Linked DNA regions of Rattus norvegicus: region 2 is linked to region 1. A link is a contact called in public Hi-C data. All regions are on one chromosome and are shown on one strand. The core of a region is the stretch at or near the end of the contact, and the rest is flanking DNA. Distances in the headings are between cores, read along the strand shown. Region 1 holds the start of Cluap1 (clusterin associated protein 1). Region 2 holds the start of Zfp263 (zinc finger protein 263).

What was found. A called contact is a pair of places that touch in the nucleus more often than the background predicts.
Region 2: a Hi-C map of kidney shows a contact between it and region 1, with 3 times the contacts expected there. The contact joins the promoter of Zfp263 here to the promoter of Cluap1 in region 1. A contact is called at or near these places in 8 of 12 Hi-C or Micro-C datasets (the A7r5 cell line, Schwann cells, kidney and 4 more) and 1 of 1 datasets of contacts at active chromatin or transcription factors (oligodendrocytes).

Annotation. Positions count from the first base shown.
Region 1 is chr10:12,122,854-12,127,953 of GRCr8, forward strand. It overlaps Cluap1 (clusterin associated protein 1), which reads right to left and starts at 2,022. Exons shown (of 12, transcript NM_001399473.1): 1 at 1,856-2,022. The coding sequence starts at 1,877. C10h16orf90 (similar to human chromosome 16 open reading frame 90) reads left to right here and starts at 2,427. Exons shown (of 4, transcript XR_010055524.1): 1 at 2,427-2,567; 2 at 3,854-4,207.
Region 2 is chr10:12,274,833-12,279,932 of GRCr8, forward strand. It overlaps Zfp263 (zinc finger protein 263), which reads right to left and starts at 2,755. Exons shown (of 6, transcript NM_001399418.1): 1 at 2,102-2,755; 2 at 879-1,059; 3 at 342-415; 4 at 1-63. The coding sequence starts at 2,494.

The sequences.
Region 1 (5,100 bases), core at 772-3,271:
GGTATCCAAAATGTGCTATTGAGCAATCCAAATAATCTATCTAGGCAACACAGCAGGGCAGACTGTGTTGGATCATGGGAGAGAGAGATGGTAGAAAAATAGGTAGCAGCCTTCCTTCATTTTTTCCCTTTACACACACACGTGCCCGCACACACACACATACATGCACACACACACACATGTGCACACACCCATGCACCCACACACACATGCACACACACATGCACACACACACCCATGCACACCCATCCATGCACACACACATACACACATACATGCACACACACACAGTGCACACACCCATGCACCCACACACACATGCACACACACATGCACACACACACCCATGCACACCCATCCATGCACACACACATACACACATACATGAACACATACACACACGTGCACACACCCACGCACACACCCCCATGCACACACACATGCACACACACATGTACACACGTGCACACACACATGCACACATGCACTCATGCACACACATGTGCACAGACATACATGCACAGATACACACACGTGCACACACCCATGCACACACATGCACACATACACACACACAGTGCACACACACATGCACACATACACACCACCCTTATATAAGAGCTTTCCCTTACACCCCTATGAAAGGAGTCAGGCTTTGCCGAAACACTCCCTTTAGCTCAGTAATAGCTGTCAAGTTCTCTACTGCTAAATGGGGACAGTCTCATAGATTACAAGATTATATAGTACTTATTTAAGGTACATATTCTGAACCACTCTTTTTAAATACTCTTTCCAGTACAATGATAGTTATTCAATGACCCAGCAAAGTGCTTGCCTCATCAAAACCGTCATGGGGGGGCTGGGGATTTAGCTCAGTGGTAGAGCGCTTACCTAGGAAGCGCAAGGCCCGGGGTTCGGTCCCCAGCTCCGAAAAAAAGAACCAAAAAAAAAAAAAAAAAAAAAACCGTCATGGGGACAGTCATAATCACACTGTTTCAAAGACCCTTAAACCCCAGACAAGACTCTACCAGCTGTTACACTTCTGTAAGTCACACGGCCTCAGCACTCCTCCTAGCTGTGTGAACCAGGGGTAGTTATGCTACTTAACTTGCAGTTAAAACTAGGAACAATAACAGCGGGCCACAAAAATGATGCTTCCCCCAAGGAGTAGTAACAAAAAAGAGTATCCCATTTTTTTTGTTACTCTCCGGCAAAGCTCTCTGCTCGGTATTTAGTGTTCAGGCAACCTGGATTCAAACTCTAAAGCCACTCATTCTATACATTACTTGTCCAAATTACTTTGACCTCTTGCTGCCCGTTTCATCGCTAAACCAGGGCACAAGAACTGGCTAGGAGTAAATGAAATGCCGCCCACATCGAGAATAGCATTGACAGATTGTAACATACAAAACAACAAACCCTCAAAAATTAACAACAACAACAACAACAACAACAACAACAACAACAACAACAAAAACCTAGCAGCAATAGCCAATCCATCCAGTCACTTCCTCGGTTATTGGTTCTTGCTACAAACTCTAGCACAGAAAAGGCCTCCATTTCCCCATGACCTTTCTACCGCGGCTGCGAATGTGGCTGTGACCAGAAATAAAATGAGGTAAAATTAAACATTCAATTCTTCAGCCGCTCGAGACACATTCCCAGTGTTCTAGCTACACGTGGCCAGTGACGGGCAGAACTTTCCAAAGGTGCTGTAAAGTTCTGTCAGCCCGGGGCTGGCCTAGGGACCACCCGCCTGCCTGAGCCTACGGCTCTAGCAGAGGTCCTGCAGGAGAGCCTTGAGTCCCTGGGAAGCCCACTGGGAAGCCCACGGGAAAGCCCGGCGCAGCCTTACTGCGGAGGTCGCGGAAAGACATGGCGCTGTGGTCCCCAAGAGTCCACTGAGGCGTCGCTGCTCGTCTCTTTAGAGTTCTCAGGCCTAGCTCTCGCCGGTCTCTATAGCAACACTCAGAGGCCCTGGACAGCGTGCGGTCCAGGCCAAACAAGACAGGAAGCGAAGCGGTGAGGTGCGCGCAAGCGCAAGACACAGACCAGCAGGTGGCGTTCGCACCTCACAAGCTGCGCAGTGTCATAGCCATTCGTTGAGCACTTTTGGCTCCGGTCCGGTTGTAACTCTCATTGACTCACTAATATATAGAGAGCACTATCACCTTTTGTGACTGAGTCTCCTTTGTATTTGTAAAAGCGTAGCTAAACTCCGGAGTCGAAGCCGCATAAAGTATGCACAGAATGACAGGAACGAAGATACCCTACCCTGGGCAGAATTCGAGAATTGTACCCGGAAGGATTTCATGCACGCACAGCTGGACAAGCCGGAAATTAGCGCCCAGACTCGCGCGCCAGAGGTTGCCCCGGAAACGGTGGTTAGTTCTGAGCCCGGAGCCGTAGTGTTGGCGTACTAGGCCTTGGTGCTGGGGTCAGCCCAGGCTCAGAAGTGAACCCTCCTTGGTGACTGTTACGAGTCGAGGACAACCGCGACAAGGAAAGGCTGGGGAGAGGAGAGATGAGCTGAGCCAAGAAGGGTGGGCGAAGAGGAAGGAAAATGGGTAGGCACAGGATGTAAAGGTGCTCTTGGCTAGGACACTGTGGTACAGACAAGAGTAGATACTTAAGGACTTAAAAGTATGTGGAGTAGGGCCATACATTTGTGGCTAGTCTAACATGGGAGACGGTGCATTTGGATAGTCTTTGCAACAAATGGTTTTGAAAAAACGAGCAAATAAATGAAACTATTAGCATCTATGTACAAAAACAATGGTTCATAAACCTAGATGTAAAACCTAGAACTAAATTTTCTATAATGAAGCATAAAAAGCTTGTGACAGAGTTAAGATTCTAAAGTACCTGTAGTTTTGTATTTCTACCAGCAGAACAATTGTTCGTTTGTCCACATGCACAGGGGATAAAAAAAATCAGCGTTATTACGTATTGCTTAACAACCAATGAGAAAATGGATAATTAGATAGGTGTCACCCAGAACCATCTTCTCAGCATGATTCAGATCTCTCCAGGTTTGTTCTTGAAACTCTCATTCTCCCAACCACAGATGAGGAGGTCAAAGCCCCTAAAAGGTCATCCTAGAGAACAACTTTCCAGCATACCAAAGCCAAATTTGTCTTATGTGGCTTCCTCTGAATCTGAGGATCAGTGGATTTACCCTGGATTCTGGTCCCTTCCCTTGCCCTCTTCCCACCTGACCAGATACCATCGTCTCCCAAACTAGGAGGTCCAGGGAGACTAGAGTCATTACTGTGACATCATAAGGACCAGTTGCCATGGGAGACCTGCAGACCCAGCCCCTAGGCAGGGGAGAGCAGGCTCTACTGCACAGAAGGCCTGGCCACTCCTCCCCCACCATACTGGCCCTCCATGGAAGCCTTGGTCTGTGCATTCTCTGAGCTTCGAATAAGAGAAGGTGCCTGGCTGCAGGGAGGAGCAGCAGCAGAGATGCCACACTGTCCCAACCTGGGCCCAAAGCTACTGGGGAGATCCTAGGGACGTGCATGCTTGGGAAGGGAGTAACTCCTGATCTAGGCTATATGACTGGGCCAGTCATGTCCTCTTGAACTCACTGTGCTTATACTGGTGCCAGCATACTCTTTCTGGAGTAAAGAGCACAAAAAGGGCTTTAAGTGCTCAGTGGGATCTCTGTGCCAAAGTCCTGGGCTGCTTAGGTCCCTTTGTTAAGGGGAGCAAAGAAGAGTAATGGGAATAGACAGGAACTGAGGCTGGGTAGCCTGGGGGTGGAGGCCAACATATGAGCTGGTACTTGCATTTCCCCCAGATGCTGGGCCTACTGGCCATCACCCTCCTGCTCTCTCTCTTCTTGCAGATGCAGTGAGCTGGGCCCCAGGACGCCCCAGCCACCCTGACACACCACCTAACATCTATGAGGGAGGGTTGGGGGCCCAGCAGCAGCAGGGCCCCAGTGCCCAGGGAAGCAAGCCCAAGAACTTCCGATTGCGACACCTCCGGAGCCTGGCTCTCTACCTGCCAGGCCACATGCAGCCTGCCGGCCAATGCGGAAGCCACTGGCTAGGCCGGCTCATGGCTGGGGGCAGCCTGACACGGCCTGAAGGCTCGCCCTGGCCCCTGGCCCTGCCACAGGGGACCCTGGGTCCAGGTAACGGCCATTGCTCAGCCCTCCTGGAAGCCCGCCTGCCCAGGGACAGCCTGGGAAACACAGGTGAGCTCTGTTAAGGCAGGACCGGAGACATGAGAGACTGAAGGGAATTCAAGTGGGCCTTTCATTTCCTAGCTTTCTGCCAAGAACTAGGAAAGGACGCAGTGGCCAGGACACACTAAAATAATGTCATGCTACAGGGGCCAAGATCTTGTTTAATTTTTTTTTAAATCCGTGTGCCCCACTATCGATTCAGAACATCCATGTACACACTGAGTCCTGTGAAATCTCAGGGATAGTAATATACAAGTGGACTGCAGCAAAAGCCTGTTGGGGTGTTAAGGCAGAGAAGATCTAAGAGTAGGAGTTCTGGGTTCCTATCCTCAATCTGGATTTTGATAGACCTTGGACAACTTTGTCTCAGTTCCTTCATTTTACAAATGAAGGACTCACGACATTTCAGCTTGACCCCCGACATCTCTTCCTCACCCTCACGGAAGTAGTGCCAAGCCCTTCAATTGTCTTGAAGGTTATAAGGGCCGAGGACCCCAAGGTAGTGTGTTAGACTGGGTCCCTCTGAGTGACTTCTCTTTCCTTTTTCCTCAGCTTCCAGTTCCAGCATGGACCCAGCCAAGGGTGTCCCCTCCCAGTCTGGTCCCCCCGAGGGCTTGGGACTCAGGCCCAAGAGGTCCTGGAGAGCCTTGGAGGAGACCATGTGTCCCTTGTGCAAGAGAACCCGCTCTGGGGCCTTGGAGAGGACATAGGAGGCAAAGGGCCAGGGCTGGGGAACAGTAGGGGAAGGATGGCCGAGGAGGAGGAGGCCAGGGTTACTGAGGAAGGGTTCAGTCCCAGAGGCAGCCCTCCCCACTGAGATGGCCCCCAGAGTTGCCTAGCACCAGACCTGGGCTGGTCTGGGGAAAGCATGAGGAGGGAGGGAGGGAGGAAGAAGATCCATG
Region 2 (5,100 bases), core at 1,505-4,004, 150 kb after region 1:
ATGGTCCTGATGGTCCCACTCCTGAGAGATATACATTGCCATGTCCTCGAGGCTCTCGGGCAACTGAAACAATACAAGACCCCCTTTAGCATCACATGCAATAATCCCTAAGGACAATTAAGCAGAGTCACAGTTCACAGGGTAAAACCCAGGAGTGCCAAGAACACTCATGTCATGGGGGAAGCCTGTAAGTGATGGGTTGAAAAGACAAAGAAAATAAGGGCGATATCTGATCAAAAAGAAAATATTCTCCTAGTAGCAGAGGGGAGCCTCCCACCCCAAAAGCAGAGGAGAAAAGGAGAATTAATTCTGGGGAGAGGCAATGAGAACTTCCACATCACCTGGGTCCCAGTCATATCCTTATCTTCCACATTCCCTTCAGGAGGAAAGAGAGAGAGCCAGGGAGCAGATAATGCTGAAGACAACAGAGAACACAATGAGTAACACCACGTCCCGGCAGCCCACAGACTATTACAAGACAATATGCACTCCTCAACTACAAGTCTCAGCTTTAGGACTGACATTAAACAGAAAGTAGCAAAAGGTGTACTAAGGTGATTTAAAGTAATGGAGTTATAGTAAAGGCATGTGAGCCATCCTTCATCCTGGCCAACGGATTCTAATCACACACTCCCACATCTCATCTAACTGTAATTTGCCTGTTCTGTACACAAAAGGGCTTTACTAAGAGATTCCCCTTTTCCCTCCCATCCAACCTTCACAGAATTTATACCACCACTTTTAGGTTTTTCAGAGCACAACTGAGAACCATAATTCAGAAATCCTTTCTCCTTGACAGCTGTACTACATTTTTCGAGGGTGAGGGGCAACCCCAAAGCCCCTCCTCCCTCCCACCTGCCCAGATAACTGTCCCTCACCCCTCTCCTTTACAGCCTGGGAGTCCCTTTTGGGGCTGGGGTCTAGCAGCTCCTGCAGCCTGGGGCCAGGGCTTCGCTCAGTCTCCATTGGCTCCAGCTTGAAGCTCGGTGACTCTCCTGCTGTTTCCAGTGGCAAAGGCTCCTCCAAAAGCACTTCTGCTCCCCGCCCTTGGTTTGTGACCTGGGAACCAACCCACATCACTCATCATCACAACGGGGCTGACAGAAATGGAAATTAGTACAGGATTCTTAGGACGCACCCTCAACAGAGAATCAGACTGTCTCTTTGGTCTTGACCAAGACGATGGTTTATGCTAAGGGCTTTTAGACTGTAAAAGAAAATGGGGGAGGGATGGGAGCAAGAAAACTGATGGTCCGCTGCCAGGGAAGACCTTCTCAACATATTCTACTGATACATCTCACTTCTGCTTGCTCTCTCTCACCTTTTCTAGATGCTCCCACGTTTCACTACTAGACAAGGTGAACTTAACAGGCAGTGACCACAGCCCCTGAGTGCTTAGCTGTTTCTCAAAGTTCAATTAGCAGAGATCCAGTTCTGTACTGGAAACTATAGACGAAGATATACTGGGTGTTAACCAGTAAGTATAGGCCTGGGGTGGTGGGACAGGCCTGTGGGAATCACAGTAGTGGGGAGGTTGAAGCAGGAGGATTGCCTTGAGTTTAAGCCTGGGCGACATAACCAGACTCTGCTTGTATTCCAAGAACTCAGAATTGGGAAAACTGAAGGTGGAGAATCACCACTGGTCTGAAGCCAAGCTGAACAACACAGTGAGTCAGTCAGCCTGGGCTACATAAGACTGTCACAAAACAAACCCCTCAAAGAAGTGGCAGAAGGTGTCATCCAAACGACATACTTTTCTCCTCGAAATTATCCCCAAACAGTACTGTAGCCAACAGAAAAACAGGACCAAACAGACTAAGTAGTCCGCCCAAAGTCACAAAGCTAGAAACCAGTGAGAAACTTTCTAACTACAGAACTAAATACTGGTAGAGCAACGCCTACATGTTGAAACAAAGTCTTCCTCACTTCCTATTATCGTCATATGGGGAAAATCTGGAAGAAAAGGATCCAGATAAGCTACAAACAATCCCTCTTCTTTAAGTAAAGTCTACTCAGGACAATCAAGTATATTCGACTACAAAAAAAGGCTAGATCAATGACCCAATTTTCCAGGCCAAACGACGAGTAAAACAGCTGTCACCTGTTGCCTCAGTTTCCCAAGTTCTTTCTGCATACGCTCCACAAGGGTTACTGCTTCTTCGCCGCTCTCTGGGCGCAGCTCCTGCACCCTGCTCTGAATCTCTTGGGGAAGGATAGTCAAGAACTGCTCCAGCACCAATAGCTCCAGTATCTGCTCCTTGGTGCGCATCTCCGGCCGTAGCCACCCACGGCAAAGCTCCTGAAGCTGGTTAAGGGCCTCTCGGGGACCAGAGGCGTCTTGAAAGCGGAACCGTCGAAAACGCAGATGGGAGGCCTCGGGGCTGGGCTCTGGTTCAGGCGGGGGTACCTCCTGGCTCCAGGTACAGTCCTCTTCCAATTTCACTATCAGGAGCCCTTCTGGCTCCTGGGAGCTCGGACCCGCAGCCATACTCATGTCCCCAGAGTGCCTAGGTCTTGAAACCAGCTACGTCCGCCTTGAAAGACGCCCTAGGTTCTGTACAACAGCAGGCCACCGCTGCTGTAGCCGAGAGACCCCGGGCTCCTAATCCCGCTAGAAGAACCCAGGTCCAGATCTTGGCAATAATAGGCCTGCAGCGTCGCCACCTGACCGGCTTCCCAGGCCCACACAGAACTTATGTCTCAGGCCCGCGGCGCAAGTCTCAGCGCGCGAGTTAGGCGTCATAAGCCAACGGCTGCTAGTCAGGACGGACTTCCGGTTCACGTTTCGTTTGCGCTGTCTTCCATTGGGTCGGGTCTAGCCACGTACTCACGGTCCACCTTTTTTGCTCTTTGCATAAAAGAGCGGGAGGAGGAGAACAGTCCGCTCGCGGTAAAAGGCGGGGCTAAGGCTAAGCAGTGGGTGGGGCCTCCAGGTGGGAAGCGGTAGCGGTGGGAATCTCTTGGCGGATGTGGCCCGGACAGATTTTTGTAGTAAAGTTTGCAAAAAGGTAAATTCCCCAGCCACGCTTGAACAAGAATCCAGCGGCGTTAGAGTGTCATGCTGGGGCCCAGAAGCGTAACAAAGAAAACCTTTCCGAAGGCCGAGCCCAACGTCCCGGAAACCTACAGCCGGAAACAGACCGGTGGACTGTGCTTCCAGGGCTCGAGGTGCGTGGGGACTGCTGGGAAATGTAGTCCATGGCGCGCCCTTGTTACTGCACCTACACTGTGGATCGAGCAGGTCTAAGCGGGCTGCTTTTGCCTCCCTGTGAGCAGTGGTCCCTAGTCCTTCAACTTTAGGCAACTGGTCTACCCAGAAGAATGCTTCTTCTGGTATGAGTTGCTTTCGCCATTCTCCCAGTGCAGGTCTAAGGCTTAGTTCTGGAGAGCATATCGGCTATGACGATCATCCTGAGGTCAGAAGGGAAGGAAACACCAAGGACTTCCTTATTTTTGGAAGAGAGAATTGCCGGGGTCTGAGACTGGAGCTGTCACAGATAGGTCGTGAAGTCTTCAGATTCTAGGAAGTTTGTCACGAAAACCAGTAATCGCTTATTGGACACGTACTTACATTGTTGGCTATTCACTGCAACTCGAGAGGCAGGAAAAGCCTTCTTTGCCCAGGTCTCCCTTTGTGAACTCTGTTTACTTTGTAAGACCTCAAGGCAGGAAAGTGAACATACCACCACCACAGCAACCCGGAGCTCCAGCAGCTAGGTCCCGCCCCAGACTTCCTTAATGGTCCCTAAACCTAACAGTCGTTTTCTAACCGCTGTAACTCTCATCCCAGGTCTGAGGAGGAAGAGTAGCCAGGCCCCACCCTACAAGACACACACACACACACACACACACACACACACACACACACTCATATCCCACCAATCCTCGAGCTCCATATAGAAACCCACCAAGCCCTGAGCAAACCCCACCAATCTTTGAGCTCCCTCAAGCTGAGGATTTGAAATTTCACCAATCCCCACCATGGAAAGCTGGGGTCGGGTGGGGGTTGGGAGAGACTAAAAATCCTATACAAGCCCTACCTACCACTCAGTTCCTTGCTTTCTTCTTTCCTGAGCGGAAACAGACACCCTTCTGGATTTTTTTCTTTCCCAATTAGTCTCTTGTATGAGAGGCTCATTGTGCGGTGTGACTTTTGGCTTCCGATTGCCAGTATGTCTTTCCCTTCAGAGCTTCAGTCTATGTACATGAAGTAGAACTTTCACAGTATGGCGTGGAGTAGATTGTAAAGTTCTGTGATTACGGCCTTGAGTGTCGTGGTGTCTGCTTAAACCCAACAACTCATACCAAGTCAATGCGGATGACAGGTGTTTTGTAATCACTGCTGCTGATCAATCAGGGCTGCAGAACAGACTCAGGAGCTGAACTCCGACCTTGAGAGGATGTTGTGCAGCATATTTAAAGGATGAGTGGGGTGGGCTGTACCACTGTTCAGTCGTTTTCTGTCATAAGGGGTTGAGAAAGGGAGTTTCCGTCAATCAGGTTAGGTCCTGGGAACATGAACTTAGTTTGACCCTGCCAGTAAGATGGAGAAGTTGTCCCTGAGGTGTCTGGACTCAGATAACTGTTTCCTTATAATAGGAGCTGTTTATTGAGAGGTCCTCAGCTCTCCTAGGGCCTGGGACCTTGAATTTAGGTCCTATGATTAAATGGAGTCTAAAAAGGAAATGGTAGTATTTAGAATAAGTTTCTTTTGCGTATTCCCAACAGTGTCAGTTAAGTCACTTGCCTCAGGTCATACAGCTAACCTATCACAGAAGCTTAGGCTGTGGAAATACGGTCTGCTTTTGATGACTGCATGTGGTTTCATCACAGGTACAAAGGCCTGCAGGCTGCCATGGCAAATGCCTTTCTATCCAGACACTAGGTAGCAGGTGGGCTGGTATAGGTTCATTCAGAAAAATCTGAAGGCTTGTGAGGTTGGGCTGGAGAGATGACCCAGCAGTTAAGAGCAGTAGCTGACCTTCCAGGGACCTGGATTCTGTTCCCAGCAACAGAAGGTGGCTCACACAACCCTCAGTTCCAGGGGATCTAGCACCCTCTACTGGCCCCCCAAGGCATCCGTGATCGATAGGTATATAA